Linked DNA regions of Mus musculus: region 2 is linked to region 1. The links are chromatin contacts, called in public Hi-C maps. All regions are on one chromosome and are shown on one strand. The core of a region is the stretch at or near the end of the contact, and the rest is flanking DNA. Distances in the headings are between cores, read along the strand shown. Region 1 has its middle 23 kb from the start of Usp1. Region 2 overlaps Dock7 (dedicator of cytokinesis 7).

Region 1 (3,973 bases), core at 397-2,896:
TGACCCTGTTAGCATGGCTTTGGGAGGGCTGGCCCCAGCCCTTCACCTGGGCAGTGTGGTAGAGTTGGCCCTGGTAATGTGGGTGTGGAATTGAGTATGGGACAGTCAGCCTGAGGGCATGAGAGCAGGAGGGATGGCTCTGTCCCTTGCCAGTTGTGGCTGTGGCACTTGGGTGAACAGGATCTGCCTGTCCCTTGCTGAGGGAGTGCTGGAGTCCTGGCTCTGGTGGTGTGGGTGTGGGAGAGCTGGCCCCTCCCCTCAACTGGGCAAAGCTGAAGAGCTGTCCCTGGCACCACAGTGGCAGGCACAGGAGAGCTGGTAGGCTGAGCAACTTAGCTACCATGCAGGGCCAGATCCAGGGCTTTGAGCTGGCCCATCCCAACATTTACCCCATCTGTGGACCTCTAGAGTGTGTAGAGGTACCAGTCCTACAGAACCAACACTGCAGTATCTTCATGACACAAGGCAACAACAGGACATCCAAGAGGAGACTCCATGATTGTCCAGTACTGATAGTGTAGCTGAAACCAGAGGCCTCCAACCAGACCAATGAGCATTTGCAAGTAAATCTATTTGAGCAAAAGGGTATACTGTGTGACACACCATGACACACCTCAGCTTCCACAGTGAGATTATTTTGTTTTTGTTTTACTTCTCTTAACTTTTTCTTTTCTTTTGGGAGGGAAGTTACAAGGGTGAAAGGCAGATAAGAAGGGTTGGGGAGTGAAGTTGGAGTGCATGATGGGAAATTTACAAAGAATCAATAAAAAGTTGTTTGTTTGTTTGTTAGTTTGTTTTAAAGAGTTACTGTGGACATGACATCAATAGAAACCCTAAGACAGGGCCCAACAGAGACCAAACTGAGCACTTTACAAGATCTTTGTTAAAAGAAATTTTGGCCTACATACTATTTCTGTTTGGATAGAGCGGAGGGTCCCAGCCACCTTATTACTAATGGAGCCACTCTTATTGCATTCCCCTCTAACTTTAAATGTCATTTCTTAAGCCTTTCTCACTTACAAATCGACCTGGCAGATCTATAAGCAGAGGACACAGAAGGCTGTTCTTCATGGAAGTCACCAGGAGTGATGCAAAGGACCTTGGGGTTTGGTCAACAGCATTGGTGTTCTTTCTAGCTTTGCATCTTTTAAACAAAATAACTCCATGTCAGGGAACCATAAACTGTTGAAATAAGCCAGGCTTCACACAAAGTACTAAAATCTTCTGGGTGGTGTTTTATTTCTGGTCAGCATTTTAACAATTGCAAGAGAGAGACCATAAAGTGTTGAGAAATAATACATCTGCATAGTCAAAATGCTCTCATAGAGGTAAAGCAGACCCAGGCCATAATAAAAAATCATAGCCTTGGTTCAGATTTGACACTTTAGTATTTTAGTCTTCTATGTGAGTTTGAGATCACTGGACAGGAAGGAGCACAGAGCACTGTCTCTAAGCACTCCTCCCTCCTAGAGAGTGATTACGATCTTTCATGGGTCATTTTAAACAAACATACCGAAACGTTTAGGCATCACAAACTTAGCTCCAGTTTGCTTGCAAAACTAGGATACCACAGAAGGGAGAAAATATGATAAAGCAAAAGGAGTTTCAGACATTTTCAAAGCTTATTCATAACGGGTGGATGTCTATGCACTGTGGTAACCGTGTGCATTCCTGGTTGAGTAACCACACCCCACGGGTGGCTCCATACTCATGAAATGTCGGGGCAGCATGAATTGCATTCAGTAGGTTATTCTTTTAAAAAAGACACAGAGCATCTGCAAGGAGTTAGGGGAGAAGTGGGTGTGTGTGATTAAAATACATTGCATATATGTTTTAAATTCTCAAATAATCAATAAAACTATCATATTTTTAAATATCCTAAATTCTCCTAAGCCAAGGCCAAAGCCTTTCCTTGTCCTGTACCTTTGCAGGGATGGCTTTGTTCAGTCATTCTTGATATCTAGCAAGATAACGTCTACATCACAAAGCAGGCATCACAGAAGTCTTTGGGTCCTGTCTTCCCAGCATTTGCCTAGTCTTCACTTGACTTTCCCCATCTCAGTATTCCCACTCTGATCCTTCCTCTCCACTGCCACAGGAGTCGTCTTTCCAAACGCACATTTGTACCCTGTCCTGTCCCCCCCCCTCTGTATGGCCACGGGCTCAAGTCCCAGGCTTAGTCCCATGTACTCGGTCCAGTGAACTACACTCCCCCTGTCTTCGTTTCTTTGTCTGTGGCTATTACAAAATATGGACTAAAGCAAAGTGAAGGAGAAAAGGTATTTTTTTTAGCTCATGGTGCAAGTACATCCTGCATGGCAGGGGAGTCAAGGAAGCGGGAGCTTGAAGCAGTTGGTCACATTGCATCCGTATTTGGGAAACAGAGAGGGACAATTTAAGCTGACCTTTGGTTTATTTTCTCCTTTTTATATACAACTCAGCTGGGCGTGGTGGCACACACCTTTAATCCCAGCACTTGGGAGGCAGAGGCAGGTGGATTTCTGAGTTCAAGGCCAGCCTGGTCTACAGAGTGAGTTCCAGGACAGCCAGGGCTACACAGAGAAACCCTGTCTCAGTAAAACCAAATTAATTAATTAATTAATTAATTAATTAATTAATACAGCTCAGAGAATGTTTCCACCCAGAGTGGTCTTCCAAGAAAATCTCCATAGGCACGCCCAGAAACCATTCTCCCAGGTGAGTTTATATTCTCTCAGGTTGGCGTCAATAAAAATTATATCTCTCTTCCAGGGCTACTCTTCAAACAGACCAAATTATTTGGGTTATGCTAATTTCTCAAATCCTCAGGGTCTCTCTGTATAGACGCCTTTGCTCAGAATTGTTTCTTGGCTTCTTTTCTTCCAGTTCTCTCTCCTCAGTTACCCTTGAAGACTCTGTCTCCATTTAAATAGCCAGTTCAATCTCCTTGTGAGCCTTTCTTGTCTATCCTTCCTTTGACTACATTTTCAGCTTTGGTGGGCCACTGCTTTCTGGACTCACTGTTGCAAATCTGGAGGTCGTCAGATTAATAATAATAATAATAAAAAAGCTATTCTCTGAAGAAAATAATATTCCAGCAAAAGAAGGCCTCACTGAGAATGGGGTCCATTACAGCATCTTTACATGGTCATTTCTCACTGTACTCAGCTCTAGCAGAGAGCTGTTGAGTTCTTTGTGTATAAATATCAAGGTCTCTTCTCTGTTGTTACTGTTGCTGATGTGTGTTCATAAATTTTCATTGTTTACATTCATTATAAATGGAACTATGTCACATATGGAGAGTTTCATCTAAATATGCTTTGTATGTTGGGCTTATTCCTCTCCCCCACGCACTCCCCGATCTTTTGTTCCATTTTGCCCAGTCATAGGTGATTTCATGTATCTATACAAAAATCTAAGAAGGAGTATCTCCAGTTGCATCAATTATTCTGCAAACAACATGATTTCATTTCTCTTTGTAGCTAAAAAAAATCTATTATGCGTATATACCTACTACCCACTCCCCTATTATAGAACTGCTAGATTGGTTCCATAAATTATCTATTATGAATTGCTCCTCAATAAACATTGATATGGAATTGTCTCTGTGATATGTTGGTCTGAAGTCCTTTGGGTAAACAAAGGAGTGGTATAGCTGGTTCATATGGTAGAGCTGATTTTAGCTTTTGAGAATCCTCCATACTGATTTCCGTAGTGCCTAGAAGAATTTATATTCCCCCTAGTGTCATCTATGACTTCGCTTTTGTCCACATCCTTGCCAGCATTTGGTCTTATTTTCTTAATGTCTGCTGTTTATATTTCTTGGTTGCTAGTGGAGTTGACTGTGTTTTCATGTGTGTATTGGCTGTTTCTGATCCATTATTTGAGAACCCTCTATTATATTAGCCCATTTATTTTGATTTTTGTTTAGTTTTCTGAGTTCTTTGTATACTCAAGATGTTAATCCCCTCTCAGTAGAAATGATTTCGTCCCA
Region 2 (3,673 bases), core at 758-3,257, 65 kb before region 1:
AAGTCAGACGTCCACGTTTATCTACAGGTTCCTTAGAATGCACTTGCTATTCTCCTGCTGCTATGTCTACTCCTCTTCCCACTCGCAGCCTGAAGTCTCTCTGGCTTTTCACTCCTTTTTCCCTTCCATCCAAACACTGTGTGGTGTCTTCTCTTGAAGTCCTTCTAGTTTTTACCATTTTCCTGTCTTGTAAATGTTTGTGTTTTCACACATAATTTACCTAGCTAGCCACATTATAGACACATGCTGTCTTACATTTTATCCTTAAATTGCAGACTGTGTCTGTAACGGAATCCAAAGAGAGTATCCTGGGTGGTGTGCTAAAAGTGCTGCTACAGAGCATGGCCTGCAACCAAAGTGCAGTCTATCTGCAGCACTGCTTCGCCACGCAGAGAGCCCTGGTCTCAAAGGTGAGTGAGTTTACCTGAGGTCTTCATATGTGGCTTCACTTTCTTCTTTAGCACTGTCCAAGGTCATTTACCACACTCCCTGGTCAATTTGTTATGAACCTTGGGCCTCTGACTCTGTCTTCAGAACGTGTCTTGACCTGATTTATTGATAATCAGCTTCCTGTCTAAAATCATTTGGTTTTGAGAAGAACCTGAACTCAGTAGCTGAATGCAGGCTGTCCACCTCTTTCCTTGTTCTACTGGGTTTTGTGATACTGGAGATTGAGCCTAGGTCCTTGGACACGGGATGCAAGCACTCTTTGAGTTCTAGCTCCCACCATGTAGCTTTCTCTTCAACTCATTTATTAAAAATTAAATGTATGGGCAGTTCCACCCTTGCTGTGTGAAACTGTTGTGTGCTTTGCTATACCAGTTGTTTCCTGTTTGTCGTCCTCTCCCCACCCCACCCCTACCCCTGAAACATGTGTGTTTGGTTTTGTGTGTTTATGTTGTGCTCTTGCATGTCCATACTGTTCTTCATAATACACGACTGAAGCCACAACAGTTCATGTATGTAATGTTTGTTATTGGGCCTACCACACAAAAACATGAAACTTGCCCAGGGTCACACTGCCGCCTAAGAAGTGACATGGCCAGTATTTCAGCCCACCTGTCTGGCTGTGTTCAGTACTGTTGACCTTAACTAATGTTGTCTCTCAACCACTCGGTTTCATTTCTGGGCTAACCTATCAGATTTCTAAGTCAGCTATATTAACATACATCTTTCTGGTTTTTACAGTTTCCTGAGCTCTTGTTTGAGGAAGAGACAGAGCAGTGTGCGGATCTGTGCCTCCGGCTTCTCCGTCATTGCAGTAGCAGCATCAGTACAATCCGGTCGCACGCTAGTGCCTCCCTTTACCTCCTCATGAGGCAGAACTTTGAGATCGGGAATGTAAGTGTCTGCCATGAAAGTGGTCAGGGTTCATAATGAAATACAGCTTCAATAGACAGGTATTAAGAACTTAGATGTCTTTATTCCCATCCTATGGGTGTCTATGAAAGTGTGTATATGCATGGGGCATGCATATGTGTGGTGCAGGTTGGGGGATACAGACTCATACTGCTCTATTTCTGTTGGGTGCCAGGTTCTTATAACCAAGAGATTCTAGTTGCATTATGAATTTCATCTAGTTTTTTAAAGTCCCTAATATTTGACTACCCATGGAATTTCTTGAAAGTTGTTCTTGTTAGCATTTTCTGTTGTTCTGGGATTTTTTTTTTCCTGTTTAGGAAAAAAAAAGAAAGACAATTTATACATTAGCATTTATAGATTAGCATCTCTGAGTAGAAGGAAGTAATTTCAAACTGGCAGTGATGCTAAGTTGTTCTTCACTATGACCCCACTACAGAGTGTAATATATTACTCTCTTGACTACTTGAATTTTATTGTTCACACTGTGGGAGACACTGGCAAATTATAAAGGAATGATTAATAGGCATTTAGTATTTTACACAGAAGATGGAGTGCAGGCCTAAAAAACAGTCAGGTGATTAACCAGGAAGTTATTGCAGTGACTCAGAGCAGAAATGGGATGGCTGTTGACGAAAGTACTGGTTTTAGGAATGAGAAACTGACAGTTTAAAGGCAGCAAGGACTGGAGTAGGCTCATCCTATGAAGAGCAGGGTGAGCATGGGCAGGCCCAAGGAAGTCAACAGGAAACGAGGTGCATTGGATATACTGACATCAGGTCATCTTGCAACCTCAGATGGAACTGGAACACAGTGCTTTTGAGCTCTACAGAGGACTATGTTCTGAAGACAAACAGGAGATATATTAGTTGAAGGAAAGGCATCCCTGAAGCTATTTAGTCCCTGTCAAGTGTGAAGAGATTTTTGACAAAATAGGGAGCATTGGTGTTTTAGTTTCTTTTCCTCTTGTTGGATAAAGACCATGACAGAAGCATCTGAAGGGAGAGCAGGTTTGTTTTCACTCCTAGCTCAAGGTGCATTTTATCATGGCAGGCAATCAAGGCTGCAAGGGCTGGAAGCACTGGCCGCTCACATCCCCAGTCAGGAAGTAGACGGATGGATGCAGGCCGCTGCTCTTCCTTCTCTCTCTCTCTCTCTCTCTCTCTCTCTCTCTCTGTGTGTGTGTGTGTGTGTGTGTGTGTGTGTGTGTGTGTGTGTGTGTTTCTGTAGTCTAGGGTCCTCTGCCCTTGTGCTTGGTGCATAATTATTTAGAATTGCAATATTTTCTTGATGTATTTTTCATTTAGTGAATATGTGGTATCATTCCCCATCTGTTCAGATTAATTTTAGTCTAAAGGTTATTTTGTCTGATATTAAAATGGCTACCCTGGCTTGTTTCTTGGGTTCATTTGCTTGAAATATCTTCTGTTCTTTTATCCTGAGATTATGTTTATCCTTTGATATTAAAATATATTTCTTGAGGTTGGAGAAATGGCTTAGCTATTAAGAGCACTGGCTGATCTTCCAGAGTTCTTGAGTTCACTTCCCAGCATCCACATGATGGCCCATAGACACTTACAAATGTAGTCCCATGGGATTTGATGCTCTCTTCTGGTGTACAGGGATACATGCAGACAAAATACCCACATACATAAACAAATAAATCATTAATTTAAAAATGGTTATGTTTCTTGGATGCATCAAAAGAATATATCCTGTTTTATAGTGTGATCTGTTAATCAGTGTCTCTTTATTGAATCATTGAAGCCATTGATATTGGGAGTTATTAACGTACAGTGTTTACTAATTCCTGTCATTTTGTTGTGGTGGTGTGAGTTTTTCCCCCTGTATTTATTTGTAGTTCTGAGCTTATTTATCCCTTGTGTTTTCTTGGGTCGTTAAGACTTTCATGTTGAAGTTTCTCGTGTCCCCTTCTAGCTGGAATAGAGAGATACTGCTTAACTTTGGTTTCATTGTTGATTGTCTTTCTTTCTCCATCTATTGTGACTGAAGGTTTTACTGGGTATAATAAACTGGCCTGGCTTCTGGTGTCTCTGAGACTTTACAGAACATCTGTCCAGACCCTTCTGCCTTTTAGAAGGTTCCATTGAAAAAACAGGCATTATTTTAATAGGTCTGCCTGTATATGTTAGTTGGTCAGTTTCCCTTGTAGCTTTTAATATTCTTTCTTTGTTCTGTACGTTTAGTGTTTTTATTATAACACATCATGGGGAATTTCATTTGTGGTCCAATGTATTTGGTGTTCTGTTTGCTTCTTGTACTTTAATAGATATTTCCTTCTTTTGGTGAGGGA

Evidence for each region. A called contact is a pair of places that touch in the nucleus more often than the background predicts.
Region 2: a contact with region 1 is called in a Hi-C map of uterus, with 2.2 times the contacts expected there. The contact joins two enhancer-like sites. A contact is called at or near these places in 6 of 484 Hi-C or Micro-C datasets (CD4 T cells, the MNK3 cell line, effector CD8 T cells and 2 more) and 3 of 9 other capture datasets (adipose tissue, liver and pancreatic islet).

Annotation. Positions count from the first base shown.
Region 1 is chr4:98,898,389-98,902,361 of GRCm38.p6, reverse strand. No RefSeq gene overlaps it. Among named protein-coding and RNA genes, the nearest start is that of Usp1, 23 kb to the left of the region's middle. Within about 2 kb of position 1,646, at least 9 of the 459 cell types and tissues checked have an H3K27ac peak or open chromatin away from gene starts, as enhancers often do. A contact at or near this core is called in uterus, where this site is marked.
Region 2 is chr4:98,963,960-98,967,632 of GRCm38.p6, reverse strand. Dock7 (dedicator of cytokinesis 7) reads left to right here. Exons shown (of 50, transcript NM_001369286.1): 36 at 276-410; 37 at 1,189-1,341. Among named protein-coding and RNA genes, the nearest start is that of Usp1, 42 kb to the right of the region's middle. Within about 2 kb of position 2,007, at least 5 of the 459 cell types and tissues checked have an H3K27ac peak or open chromatin away from gene starts, as enhancers often do. A contact at or near this core is called in uterus, where this site is marked.